Linked DNA regions of Sus scrofa: region 2 is linked to region 1. The links are chromatin contacts, called in public Hi-C maps. All regions are on one chromosome and are shown on one strand. The core of a region is the stretch at or near the end of the contact, and the rest is flanking DNA. Distances in the headings are between cores, read along the strand shown.

Region 1 (6,966 bases), core at 4,316-6,815:
AAGGCCAAAGACTGCTAGCAAAACAGAAGCTAGAAGAGTCAAGGAAGGGTTCCCCTGCAGGTTTCAGAGGGGAAATGGCTCTGACACTGTGATTTTGGACTTCCAATCTCCACAACTGTGAGACAGTATACTTCTGTTGTTCTAAGCCACCCAGTTGGTGGTACCTTGTTAGGGCAGCCCTAGAAACTCGTACTGCTATGATACCCTGCCCTAACTCACATCTACTCCATCTCACCCCACACCGCCACAGACCTTTTCAGAGGGACTCCCAGACCTTTCGATCTTCACTTTACTCTCTACCAGTTTGGATTCCTTGGTCCTTCACCACATGCACTCCCCTGCTAGTCTCCTCACTCTGCTCCCATCATTCCTGCCTGTCTTAAGCTCAGTCTAGAAGAATGCAACAGTGCCCCCTCAAGTCCTGACTGATGCTATTACAGGTTCATGGCCACCAGCTTCAGTAGGGGCTTTTAGCCCTGCTGGTCATCCTCCTGTACCTCCCTAGGTATCTTTCTCAATTACAACTCTCGCATTCCTTCCCATTGGCTTCCTCGCTCCACTCTCAGCAGCAGAGCTGGACTCCTGCTTCTGAACTCTGAACTCCCTCATGTCTCACCCTGACCTCCTCACCCATCTGCATGCACAGCCATCCTCATCACCTGGCCTCCTGTTACATAAAGTCATCCCTTCTCTACCCTTTGGGAGGCCCCTACCTCCAGGCTCCAAGACCCATTCGCTTTTATCCCCCCTCCAGGAGTCTCACTGAGTTATCCACAATCTCCTGCATCTTAATCCCTTTCCCTCCCTCCACTAGCCTAAACATGCTCACGTCTCTGCATATTCTTTTTAAATAAACAGGAAAATTCTCTCTGTATCCCACAATTACCTCTTTCCTCCCATCACAATATGATTTCTTAAAAAAGCTGTCTCCACTTTCTTACCTTTTGCGCCCAAACATTAACACTTGCTTCCCACCATGGTACATTGAGTTAAGAATCCGACTGTAGTGGGTTGCTGCAGAGGAGTGGCTTTGATCCTGGCAGGGTGCAGTGGGTTAAAGGATCCAGCATAGCTGCGGCTCAGATTCATTCCCTGGATCAAGAACTGCCAAACGCCACCATAAAATAATAATAATAATAACAATAACAAAAGAAGCTGTTCTACAGTGGATTAGGGAGAAAATGTGAAGAAAAGATATCCCCGGTGGGTGCCCAACTGGGAGCCCATCCTAGCACTCTGGATCATTCCCCCAGCACATGTCACCACACTTATTCTACATGATCATCCCACCCTGGCCACAGCAGCTCAGATCCCATATTGCTGTTTCTATGGCATAGGCCAGCAGCTAATTCCACCCCTAGCCTGGGAACTTCCATATGCTGCAGGTGCAGCCCTAAAAAAGACCAAAAAAAAAAAAAAATGCTCAGAGAAAAAGCAAGGGGAGGAGGGCAGCCTCTAGAAGTGTGTTAGATGCTTCATGACCTTCTGCAGCTGAGAGGCCTGGCTGGGCAGCTGCTGAGAGGGTTTCCTGTCTATCCTAATAATATCCCTTGAGTCTCCATTACCTGCCCCTCCACTCTGGGTAACTTACCTTGGAAAGCAAAGGATGCAGTATTCAAAGTTTTGACAACAGCGTGCTGACCCTGTGGTCCCCTCCTCCCTGCTCTAGGCCCACCTTGAGGCCTCCAGTCCCCCATCTCCATCTCTCCCAATATCTGCCTGGACTCAGCCAAGCATCTCTTCCACACTCTCAGGTTGCTGTGCCCACCCGCCACAAGGGTCCGTGTTGCATTCCTGGAACTGGACACCCAGGCTACTGGACACAATGAAGATAACCATAAAACTCAGTGGGAGACCCAATTCACTCACTCCTTCCTGCCTACCCATAATCCTGCTCTGGTTCCTGGAGCCCCTGGCTACCACTGCAATGTGCACCTCTCCCCTCCACAGCGGGAACTCTCTCATGGATTTTTTTTTTTTACCAAAATCCACAGATGCTCAAATCCCTTATATAAAATGGCGTAGGGCAGTCAGCTCTCTGTGTCCATAGGTTCCACACCCACAGATACAGAGGGCTTAGTGTATATAGGCCCAAGTGATATCTAAGAATCATATGTGTATATTTTCCACATTTAATCCTAACAATCTTTTTTTTTTTGGTCTTTTTGCCTTTTCTAGGGCCACTCGCACGACATATGGAGGTTCCCAGGCTAGGGTTCTAATCGGAGCTGTAGCCACTGGCCTACACCAGAGCCACAGCAATGCAGGATCCGAGCTGAGTCAGTAACCTATACCACAGCTCATGGCAACGCCGGATCCTTAACCCACTGAGCAAGGCCGGAACATCATGGTTCCTAGTGGGATTCGTTAACCACTGCATCACGATGGGAACTCCTAACAATCTTTTTTCTGTCTTTTTTTATTTGGGCTGCACCTGCGGCACATGGGAAGTTCCCAGGCTACAGGTTGAATAGAACTACAGACACTGGTCTATGCCACAGCCATAGCCACTCCAGATCTGAGCCACCTCTGCAACCTACACCACAGCTCACAGCAACGCTGGATCCTTACCCCACTGAGCGAGGCCAGGGATTGAACCTGCGTCCTCATAGATGCTAGTCAAATTAAAAAAAAAAAGACTGTTAGGATTAAATGTGGAAAATATACACATATGATTCTTAGATATCACCTGAGCCACAACAGGTTCCCTCATAACAATCTTATGAGGTAAGCACTATACCCTGTTTTAGAATACTAAAGCACAGAGCCCAAAGTCACAAAACAGTAACTTGCTAGCAAGTGGCAAAACCAGGATTCAAATCCAGGTAGTCTGGTGCTCAAGTCTACGATCTTAAACACTACACTATAATGCAGGCATACCTGAGAGAGATATTTTGGGTTTAGTTCCAGACCATCTCAATTAAATGAAGATCTCAATAAAGCGAGTCACAAGAACTTTTTGGTTTCCCAGTGCACACAAAAGTTGTTTACACTATACTATAGTCTATTAAGAGTGCAATAGTATTGTTTAAAAAACCAATGTACATACCTTAATTTAAAAATACTTTAGGAGTTCCCATTGTGGCTTGGCGGTAATTAACCTGACTAGTATCCATAAGGATGTGGGTTTGATCCCTGGCCGCGCTCAGTGAGTTAAGGATCCAGAGTTGCCGTGAGCTCTGGTGTAGGTCAAAGACAAGGCTTGGATCTCGAATTGTTGTGGCTGTGGTGTAGACCGGCAGCTGCAGCTCTGAATCGACCCCTAGCCTGGGAACCTCAATGTGCTACAGGTGCAGCCCTAAAAAAGAGCAAAGAAATAAAAATAAAAACATTTTATTACTAGAAAAAGTTGAACCATCACCTCAGCCTTCAATGAGTTATAACAGTAACATTAAAGATCACTTATCATAGATCACTATAACAAACATAACAATGAAAAAGTTTGCAATGTGAGAATTACCAAAATGTGACAGAAACTCAAAGTGAGCAGATGCTGTTGGAAAAATGTCGCCAACAGACTTGCTCAATGCAGGCTTGCTACAAACCCTTACTTACTTTGTAGAAAACACAGTATTTGGGACGTGCAATAGAATGAAGTATATCAACATGCTACAGATGAGGAAAAATGTCTGTCCTGGTAGAGAGTCTTTAAACCAGCCTCAAACAGGCAGCAGTCAGCCACCCAGTGGTTTAGACACAGACAGGTTACCACTTGAGGCTTTTTAATCAACCCTAGATCCTTCCAGCACCAACCTGAGCCTACCCTTCCTGTCTCCCACCTGTGAGCTCCTGGGGGTCAAGGGCAAGGACTCCTCTTCCCCTAATCCCACCTCCACACAGCAGGCCGAGCAGAGGCTTATCAAATGGGCAGAACTTTTATTTCCTAACCCACTCCTCAGACCTCTGTCAGAAGGTAGATCAGAGTCACTGTAGGTGGAAGGCAGAATAAGCTCCTCTTAAGCAATCCAGAACTCAGCAGAGACCCCACACCTGTCACTCTTCATCACAGTCCCTTTCCACCAGCCAGAGGGAAGTTGAAGTAGGACAGGGAGGTCCACTTCTGTAACCTCAAGTCTAGATGGGGATGTTGAGCAGTTACAGGGCTTCTCAAAGAAGGCACAGCCATCCTAGACATTCAGGCCTGGAGAACAGCTTGCTTGGCAGGTCCTCAGAACCGGGTGTCTCGTGCCCTTCTTCGGGGTCGGGGGCCACAGCTGGAGCTGGGCATGGGGCCCAGGCCAGGGGGTGCCCCTGGGGGCTGATAGCCACACTCATTGGGGTCCAAGGGGTCCCGGCTGAGCAGTACCCACACCGCAGGCACATGACGGCGGACTGTGAGGGGATCTAGGCCAGTGTCAGGTGAGGTTGGCACCCAGCTGTCCTCTGTTTGCAGGAAGCGCAGCTTGGTGAGCTGGTGCAGGCCTGGTACCCGCCGTTTGACGATCTCGGCACAGCTGACAGCCTTGCCGGCAGCCCGGCCAGAACCTGAGAAGACCACATGCCGGGCGCTGCCACCCTCCAACCGCCCCAGCGCCAGTCCCAGCAGGTTGCGGATCTTGCTGCCATCTCGGACTCGCATCTCCAGGGTATCAGGAGGCAGCTGGGGCATTGGGGAAGGTGCTGGTAGTTCCACAGAGCCAGCTTTCCGGTAGTGCTCCATCTCGCTTGCTGCTGGGTCTCAATCTTGCTGCCCGCTGCAGGGAGGTGTCAGAGGAATGCTAGGCAAGGTGCCCCAGGCCATCCCCCACCCCACCCCCCATCCCTGGCTCCCTAGGACATGGCTGTGCTCCTCAACCCAGACTTCCCAGGAACAGGACCACATCCCCTCACCCCCAGAGCAGGGATGCCTGCCTCCCCCTGACAGGGGGCTGTATCCCCTTCCTCCGGACAGAGCCATAACCCTCCCCCGACCCCCGCAGTCCCAGAGACAGGACCAGATTCCCCACTGGCCGAGCCCCCTCATCCCAAGCTGCCCAGCACTGGTAACGAACTTCCTTCATCTGGGGCGCCTTGGGACAGGGCTGGGGCCCTCGGCCCAGGCTGCTTGAGAACAAGACTTTGTGCTCCTCTCCCTGGACTCTCCAAGGAGGGACGAGGACAAGGTTCCCTCACTTCGTGCTCCCGGAGGGCAGGGCCAAGCCTCTACACCCCAAGCTCCCCAAGGCAGACCCCTCTTCCAAAAGCTCCTCAAAGGCAGAAGTGACCCCCTCCCCAACTCCAGGACCTCCAGGACAGGGCCGAGCATCCCTCGCCCAAAGATCCCCTGGGTCGATTCCCCTAACCCAGGTCACTCAGTAAGTCGGGGATAGCGTGGAGGGCTGCTCGGGCTACTCCTGGCGGCCGGTCCGCGGCCGCCACCGCCCCGGGCTGCTCCCAGTGTCCAGGCGGGCGCAGCGGCCCAGCAGCCGGCCTCCCCTCTCCTGCCCCCGACTCCGGGCGCCCTCACCCCGCTGGGTTCTAGCTCTCACCACAGCAGCCACGCACTCTACCACTTCGCTCCTAGTCCAAAATGGCGCGGGACGGGGGCGCGCCGAGGCCGCGGGGCCGCGCACGCCGGACGGGGCGGGGCCTCAGGAGACAGGACCAGAGGCGACTCTGCCCACAAACTGAGAGCGGCCGCGACGGCAGCTTGTGGGTATGAGCCCAGCCGCGACGCGAGGGCCGGTGGCATGAGGGTATTAGGAGTCGTCTCCCGTCGGAAGGAAGTGAAGGATTTGACCTCTGTTGAACACAGTGCAGTAACAAAGGCAGAGCAGCGGGTTTCACTTCGGACGGGAGCAAGAGGGGGGCTGCTGCTGCGGGGACAAGAACTTTGGTCACAGAGTTCTGAGTCTAGACCTCATCTTGTGGACACTGGCGTATCACGGGGAGGTTTCATCAGGCGCAGGTCAAACCAGATCTTTTTGGCACAGCTCACTCTGGCCGCAGCGCAGAAGGGAGCGGGGACCGGCCGCATCCGCTGGTGACTCCCGGGGGCGTGTCCACATGGACCAGCGTATGATAGGGCTCAAATATTTGTTAAATTATTTGTTGAAAGAATGAACTAGAGAAATGGCAGAGTAATGGGGAGAAGTAGATTCATTTGGAAGATAACAGGAAGTAGGTTTGGCGACTGTTCCGACGGAGAAAGAGGGAAGAGTCTAGGATGACTCCCAGTATCAGACGAGCTCAATTCGAAATGCCAACGAGACCGCGCGGGTGGGGTGGAAGGCCGGCGGCGGATGAAAGGGGCCTGGAGGCACAGCAGTCCCTGAGACCACAAGGGGGCAGCAAACACTTGGTGGAGTGAAGTGCCACTGTTTCTCGGCTCCAACCTGCCCCTTCTCCTTTCCAACCACCCCCGCACCCAACTAAAATCCCCGTCTCCAAACCTCTTTTAGGCTCCCCTTCTCGGTATAGCACCAAGTAGGCTCCCCAGAAAAAAACTTAAAAGCTCCCCTCTGCCTTTGCACATGCTGCAACCTCGGCTCTCAAAGACCCTGTGTATCACCCTCCAGGGATGTCCCCCACTTTCCTTTTTCTTCTGTGCCACAAAGAACCCTGGTGCCACCTGGTCCCCTTCCCTTTTCCTTGACTGTCTCCCTAGCTAGGCTGTAAAGGGTAGGGATCAGGTGGACCCTATCTGTGTCCTTCCCACCTGGTTGGCATCTGACCTTTTTAATTTTTTTTTTTTTTTTTTTTTTTTTTCTTTTTAGGGCTACGCGTGGCATATGGAGATTCCCAGGCTAGGGGTCCAATCCAAGCTACAGCTTCTGGTCCACAGCCACAGCAACGCAAGATCTGAACCACATCTTCGACCTACACCACAGCTCTTGGCAGTGCCAGATCCTTAACCCACTGAGCGAGGCCAAGGATCAAACCTGCCACCTCCTGGTTACTAGTTGGATTCTCTCTCTCTCTTTTTCTTTTTCTTTTTTTTTTTTTTTTTTTTTTTTTTGGTCTTTTTAGGGCTGCACCTTTGGCATA
Region 2 (7,043 bases), core at 4,304-6,803, 280 kb before region 1:
CCATGAGGTTGCAGGTTCCATCCCTGGCCTTCCTCAATAGGTTAAGAATCTGGCGTTGCCATGAGCTGTGGTGTAGGCTGCAGACGTGGCTCGGATCTGGCGTTGCTGTGGCTGTGGCATAGGCTGGCGGCCACAGCTCTGATTCAACCCCTAACCTGGGAACCTCCATATGCCAAGGGAGTCGCCCAAGAAATGGCAAAAAGACAAAAAGAAAAAAAAAAAAAAAAAAAAAAAGGTAAATATACTGTACCTGAGAGTAAGGGACTACATAGGAAAGTCAGCAGGCATTAGAATATATTACATGCTCTTGTCATAGAAGTAGTAAATAGCTTCTGAATGCCAAGAAATACTTCTTCATCTGAATCCCTCTAAACTGTGACAATAACCACTTTAAAAAATACATATATATATATAACTTTATTGAGATATAACTCACATATCATAAAATTCACCCATTTAAAGTGAATTCAATGGCTTTTAGTATGTTTACCTGCTAAACCCCCAACCCATCCAGCCCTAGGCATTTACTAGTAATGATCACTTTTTTAAAAAGTCACTGATGCTAAGTGAAGTCAGCCATAACGAGACACCAAATTCAAATGCTTTCACTGACATGTGGAATCCGAAAAAAGGACAGAATGAAATTCTTTGCAGAACAGATACTGACTCAAAGACTTTGAAAAACTTATGGTCTCCAAAGTTTGGGGGGTGGGGGGATATGCTGGGGTTTTGGGATGGAAATCCTATAATACTGGATTATGATGATCATTGTACAACCACAAATGTAATAAAAGTAAAATCACTAAAAAAAAGTCACTGAGCCTACTGTAGCATTAATAACGGATACAATATAAACCCAATCCTCAATAAACTTGCACCAAGATGTCCCTGTACCTCATGTTAGGCATAAGATCCCTAATTAAGAACACGAGAAATTCAGTATCAGTGGAAGGTTAAAAGGTAGATAATACTGTGTACACTTTTCCTCCAACAAGGGAATTAGGTTATTTTAAATTCTAGGGATTATTCTATCTATAGACCACTGGTCTTAAAAGACAGGTGATACCAAACAACTGCTTAAAACAACAGCTGCAAAGGAATGAGAATATATGATACCTAATAATTCTTAAGGCTCGATGTGAATTTTGGGATACCAATCATGTGAGTTATACCCAAAAGTAGTTTTTGAAAGCATGTTTCTTTTTGTTACTAAAAAAAAAGTTTCAAGTTTGTTTATGATTAAGTAGCTAATGCTTTGCAATTACTGCAATTTCTTTCAAATGCCCCATTATGACATTTATTAAATTCTAAGTTTGGTGCAAAGCATGGGAACAATCAACTAAAAATAAACATAAGAAAACTGTTGAACCCAATTAATCTTAAAACAGTACAAATATTACTCCAAATACAGAGGTTTAATTCTGAAAGAATTCCCAGGAACAGTCAGAAACCAATATTGGTTTTAAACACAGTGTTTCATTTTTAAAATGTTGGTCTAATCCAATTACAGAAGTTGTCGTTTTCAGATTTTCTATCATTTTGCAATTATAAAATACTTTTGACAAAATATACTTCATATGTTTAACTAGAAAAATAATTATAATCAGTTTTGGATTTCCCGTCGTGGCTCAGTGGAAATGAATCCAACTAGGACATGAGGTTGCAGATTCCATCCCTGGCCTCGCTCAGTGGGTTAAGGATCCAGGGTTGCCCTGAGCTTTGGTGTAGGTCACAGATGTGGCGTGGATCCCACGTTGCTGTGACTCTGGCATAGACCGCGGCTACAGCTCTGATTGGACCCCTAGCCAAGGAACCTCCATATGCTGCAGGTGTGGCCCTAGAAAGACAAAAACAAAACAAAACTGGTAAACATAACTAAATGTTCTAAGTTCTGGGAGCTGCTGTAGGAAATTAATCAAACCTGAGGAAGGGGACATGGGAACCTCCAATCTATAGCCAGATATGACAGAAATTGTGGGTACCTAGGGACCTACCACTGTGATTGACCTCTGAAATGGTATGGGAGTAGTCTTGTGGGACTAAGCCCTTAACCTCTGGGATCTGACACTATCTACAGGTAAACTGTTAGACTGAGTTAAATTGTAGGACACCCAGATGGTGTTGTAGAGAATTGCTGGGTGGGGTTTGGGTGGAAACCCACACATTTGGTTCTTCTCTACACAGAAAAAGAATACTGGTGGAAAACTGAATTTTTTCTATACAAATGGTACCTATTATGTTTAGTTTATGCCTATGGAAAAGCCTTCTTGTTTAATAGGATATGAACATCGAATTCCTTAAGACGACATCTTGGGAAGCATACAATGACCACAACACTCAAAGCAAAGAAGTAGGGCTCTGTTACTCAATTTAGCAAAATTTGTTGAGGACCTATTTTGAACAAATTATAAACAGGTTTGCTGAGCCAGCACAGATTAATCTAAAGGAATCTGAAGAGTTCAACCACTCACTTAACAAACAACAAAACTGCAACCCTGAGAAAGAAACTGTTTCTCCTAAACTGGAAGATGAGAGAATCATGCCCTAGTTTGCTCCAAGGAATACTATGAATAGCTAAAGATTTTCATTGACAACATAAACCAAAAGTTTTTAATGAAATGCTATGTGAGTAGTACATTAATGTACTATGCTCAGAAAAATGTACTATTTATGCAAAGTCTTTGCTATAGTGCTTTGCACAGGGTAAATCCTCAATAAATAGTAGCTAACTAATTACTTCCAGGTGTATGGTCTTTGGAGTGCTGAGAGCCTAATGTCTACCTGGCATCAACTGCTTGACTAAATTGATAGTAGACCCACAGGGCTTCTCATCTCATTCAATCCTTTGATTTTCCAGATGGAAAAAGTGAAATCTAAAAGTGCTAAATTACTTGCAAAGCCAGTCACATTGTGTGAGTTAGGCAGAGCCAAGCCCAAACCCTGAATCCCCAGGCGGGTTTCCATTACATGTCACAGATCTGCAGTTTAGCTCTGAGGTTGTGTTCAAACTTTTATAAGGAGGTAATAAGAACAGAGCTGCTATTGCTGACTTTTTTCAATCCTTTGATTAAAATCATCACTGAATATGATTTTGATGTAAGAATCAACAATGCATACTGGGAATTTATAGTCTTATGAGTTAACAATGAAATACAGTCATGGTAATGCACTTTTATCATGGACACCTGATGAATGGATAGGCTACTGGAGCACATATTATATGTACTAAAGTAGAGAGACTACAAGCAGAATACAAATACAAAAGAGAAAAGGATTTAAAACATTTTCCAGTAGAGAGGGAGAGTGCTACAGTGGTTAAGTTGCCATGCTCTTGTTCCACAGTCCCTTGGTTCAAATCCCACCACTTCTACTTCTGTGATTTGGGGAAAATTTATTAACTTCTCTGTGTTTCTATAAAATGAAACTGGGGAAAAAAAATTAAATTGGTAGTAGCACTTACCTTGAATCCCATATTAAGTGGATTTATATGCTCTCTAGCTTATGGGTTTTTTTAATTCCCTTAAAAGCAAACAAGGGTAATCCTGCACCTGCAGGTCATTGTTGATTTTTTTTGTCGATTCAGAGGACAAAAAAAAAAATCTTGTGAGATTCAAGTCCTTGACTCTAGCACAGTGCCTGGTACACAGTAAGCATTCAGTAAGTGTTGGGGTACAAAAATTTTTAAGTTTAAAACATTTTCCTGGAGTTCCTGTCGTGGCTCAGTGGTTAACGAATCCGACAAGGAACCATGAGGTTGCGGGTTTGAACCCTGGCCTTGCTCAGTGGGTTAAGGATCCAGCATTGTCATGAGCTGTGGTGTAGGTTGCAGACGCGGCTGGGATCCAGCGTTGCTGTGGCTCTGGCATAGGCCGGTGGCTGCAGCTCCGATTGGACCCCTGGTCTGGGAACCTCCATATGCCACAGGAGCAGCCCAAGAAATGGCAAAAAGATAAAATCAGATTGTTATGATCATTATACAACTACAAATGTGATAAATTCATTTGAGTAATAAAAATTTTCTTAAAAAAAGAAAGAAATGGCAAAAAGACAAAACAACAACATTTTCCTAAACACATTTAAAATATCACAAGAGCTGTGGGTCATTAAGAAACTGAGATCAACTCTCTTGGCATCACAGCAACAACAGAATGGTTTTGTTTTGGTTTTTTGGGGTTTTTTTGTCTTTTTGCCTTTTCTAGGGCTGCTCCCATGGCATATGGAGGTTCCCAGGCTAGGGGTCTAATCGGAGCTGTAGCCGCCGGCCACAGCCACAGCCACGCGGGATCCGAGCCTCGTCTGCAACCTACACCATAGCTCACGACAATGCCAGATCCTTAACCCACTGAGCAAGGCCAGGGATCGAACATGCAACCTTATGGTTCCTAGTCTGATTCGTTAACCACTGAGCCACGACGGGAACTCCAGAATGGTGGGGGTTTTTTTTGTTTTTTTGTTTTTTGTTTTTTGTTTTTTTTAATAAAGGCTAATAGAAAGTCTGATAAAATACACTGGGAGACCAAGACTAAAAACCACAAGACGGAAAGGAAGAATTGTAGCAAGTAATCCAAAAGTTTTCCCTTTCACAAAGAGTGGAAAGGCCAACCGTGAACTTTCAGGTTCTGCTGAATATGAGATTACGATGTCCTCCCCCATACCCATAAAAATAAAAAATAATCTCTGTATGGAAGGAAAAATGCGGCAGGGAATAGAGAGGAATTCAACCTATCTGAGGTGAATTAAATTTAACTCAACAAATATTTCTTGAAAAATCTACATATGTAAAGTTGCTTGCCTTGCCTCAAAGACCTCTGAATTAGATGGGACAAGAGAGGAAACGGGGGTTCGCGGAAGTACACAAATAACCTAAGGCGGAACAAAAATGCTCTAAGAGAGGTTCCAGTTAGGGTTAAGGGTTCAAAGCAAGAGACTCAGAAAAGGCTTCACAGGAGAAGCCAGGAAAAAGGCGAGTTCGCTGGACGTTCGGACACCCGAGAGAAGCCAATCCCCGGTTCCCTTGCAACCACCCGCCTCCTCACGCGCTCGGCGGGCGCCCTGCGGACCTTCTCCCGCGGGGCAGGCACCAAGGCTCCCGACCAGGCCACCCCGCCCCGGTGTTCCCTCGCCATTTCTCACCTCGGAGGCTTCCAAATTCCTCCTCGGTCAACCCTGTCTGAGGACAAGAGAAGACAACACCGAAAGGTGAGAGCCCCTAGGCGGGCGACCGACGCGCACTGTCAGCTCCGGAGCTAGAGACTGCGGCCAGGCCGCATCCCTATGGCAACGCCGCCAAGCGCTGGTTCGAACGCCCGCGCCGACGCCCGCGCGCCGGCAGTCCCGCACATTCCACCAATGGGCATCCAGGGTACTCGGGAACGTGAGCCGCCCTCTCCTCTAGAAGACCAATCAGGACCCGATGAAGCAGTGGGCGTATCCCTCAATTTCCGCTTTTCAACCAATGGTTCCGCGTAAGTGAAAATCTCGCGATGTTCTGAAAGAGAAAACTGGAGCCTTTGAGGCGGGTTCCCATCTTTTTGCCCCAGAGCTGTTGGTTGCCCAGAGCGCAGCCGAGCTCTCCGGATTGGTGGGTGCACCCCAGTCTCTGTCCAGGGCCCGCCTTCTGCCTTTTTCTGCTTCGGGTGAGTAGCCTTAGAGAGGGATCCTTGGCTTTAGTTCTCCGCGGAGAAACTGAGGCTCAGGGCAATGAGAACCTGCAGCTGAATAACTTCCTGTGGCTGCACGGTCAAAGATGGACGTGCTCTCCTCCAAGCTGACAGTGTGGCGTGTGCAGGCCAGGCCCCCGCAGTTCGCAGGATCTCAGTTTTCTTATATGCGCAGGGAGAAGGGAGAGATCAATGGCCCCGCGAGCCTTGCTTAGCCTCATGTAAATGGTGATCGAGTGGGTCTTCAGAATCCCGGAGTTCTGTGTTTAGGGCCCAGCGATCCGAGCGCCATACCTTCTCCTCCCTGGACCTCAGTTTTAACTTTGTTGTTACCCTTTAAACCCTGCCTACTTTCCAAAAGAGGTTTTATATTTTCTAATTACTTCATTTATTGAATCGATAATATTGTAATTATAGCAGAAGTAAAGTCACCCGAGAGTCCCACTACCTAAAACATAACTTACTGGAGTTTTTTTGTGGCTCAGCGGGTTAAGGATCCGCTTTGTTACTGCAGAGGCTTGGGTCACTGCTGTGGCGCGGGTTTCATCTCCAGCCCGGAATTTTCATATGCCAAAGGGCACAGCCAAAACAAAATAGAACAGAAAACTTCCTTTTTCCCTTGTGGCCTGTTTCGTACTCTGTGTATTTGTTATATTTCCTAAGGAAAAAAAATATATATGTTCGAATACCTACGTATACACATATAAATGGCAGATTAAAATAAAATGGTAAATTAAAATTAAAACTCAATGCAATGGAATAGCCAAATGCAGCTAGTATAGAGCAAGGTTGGGAACGATGTTGGGAGATAGGCAGATCTACCTTTTTTTTTTTTTTTTTTTTTTTTTTGCTTTTTAGGGCCGCAGCTTCGGCATATAGAGATTCCCAGGCTAGGGGCCCAATCGGAGCTGTAGCTGCCAGGCCTACACCACAAGCACTGCAATGCCAGATCTGAGCCGCATCTGCCACTTAAACCACAGCTTACGGCAACGCGGGATTCTTAACCCGCTGAGCAAGGCCAGGGATCAAACCTGAATCCTCATGGATGCTAGTCAAACTCGTTAACCGCTGAGCCACGACGGGAACTCCGCAGATCAACTTTTAAGTCACTATCCAGACGTACCTCTGGGCTATAGTTTCCTTTTAGCTCTCCGGAAAACTGACAGTAGCTCCATGTAGGGTTGTGGTGAAGACTAAGTGAAATAATGAAGGCAAAGCACTTGGCACAGTGCCTGACAAGTACTAATTCTTCAAAAAGTGGTAGCTATTATCTTCATAAGAGAAACAAGAAAATATACTAGCTGATGGGGCCATTAGATTTATTGTAAATGAGTACCCAATTTAGTTCAAAACTCGGCAGTTAAATACCTAATAATTAAGGAA

What was found. Hi-C and Micro-C count contacts between places; a contact is called where the count stands out from the background.
Region 2: a contact with region 1 is called in a Hi-C map of alveolar macrophages, with 2.7 times the contacts expected there. The contact joins the promoter of NUDT2 here to the promoter of RPP25L in region 1. A contact is called at or near these places in 2 of 5 promoter capture datasets (fetal liver and liver), 7 of 47 Hi-C or Micro-C datasets (alveolar macrophages, brain, embryonic fibroblasts and 3 more) and 2 of 2 datasets of contacts at active chromatin or transcription factors (alveolar macrophages and skeletal muscle).

Annotation. Positions count from the first base shown.
Region 1 is chr10:32,187,781-32,194,746 of Sscrofa11.1, reverse strand. It overlaps RPP25L (ribonuclease P protein subunit p25-like protein), which reads right to left and starts at 5,565. Exons shown (of 2, transcript XM_003130658.4): 1 at 5,469-5,565; 2 at 3,318-4,694. The coding sequence starts at 4,660. The coding sequence ends at 4,169.
Region 2 is chr10:32,465,345-32,472,387 of Sscrofa11.1, reverse strand. It overlaps NUDT2 (nudix hydrolase 2), which reads left to right and starts at 5,553. Exons shown (of 4, transcript NM_214309.2): 1 at 5,553-5,636. The region is part of intron 2 of KIF24 (kinesin-like protein KIF24); the gene reads right to left.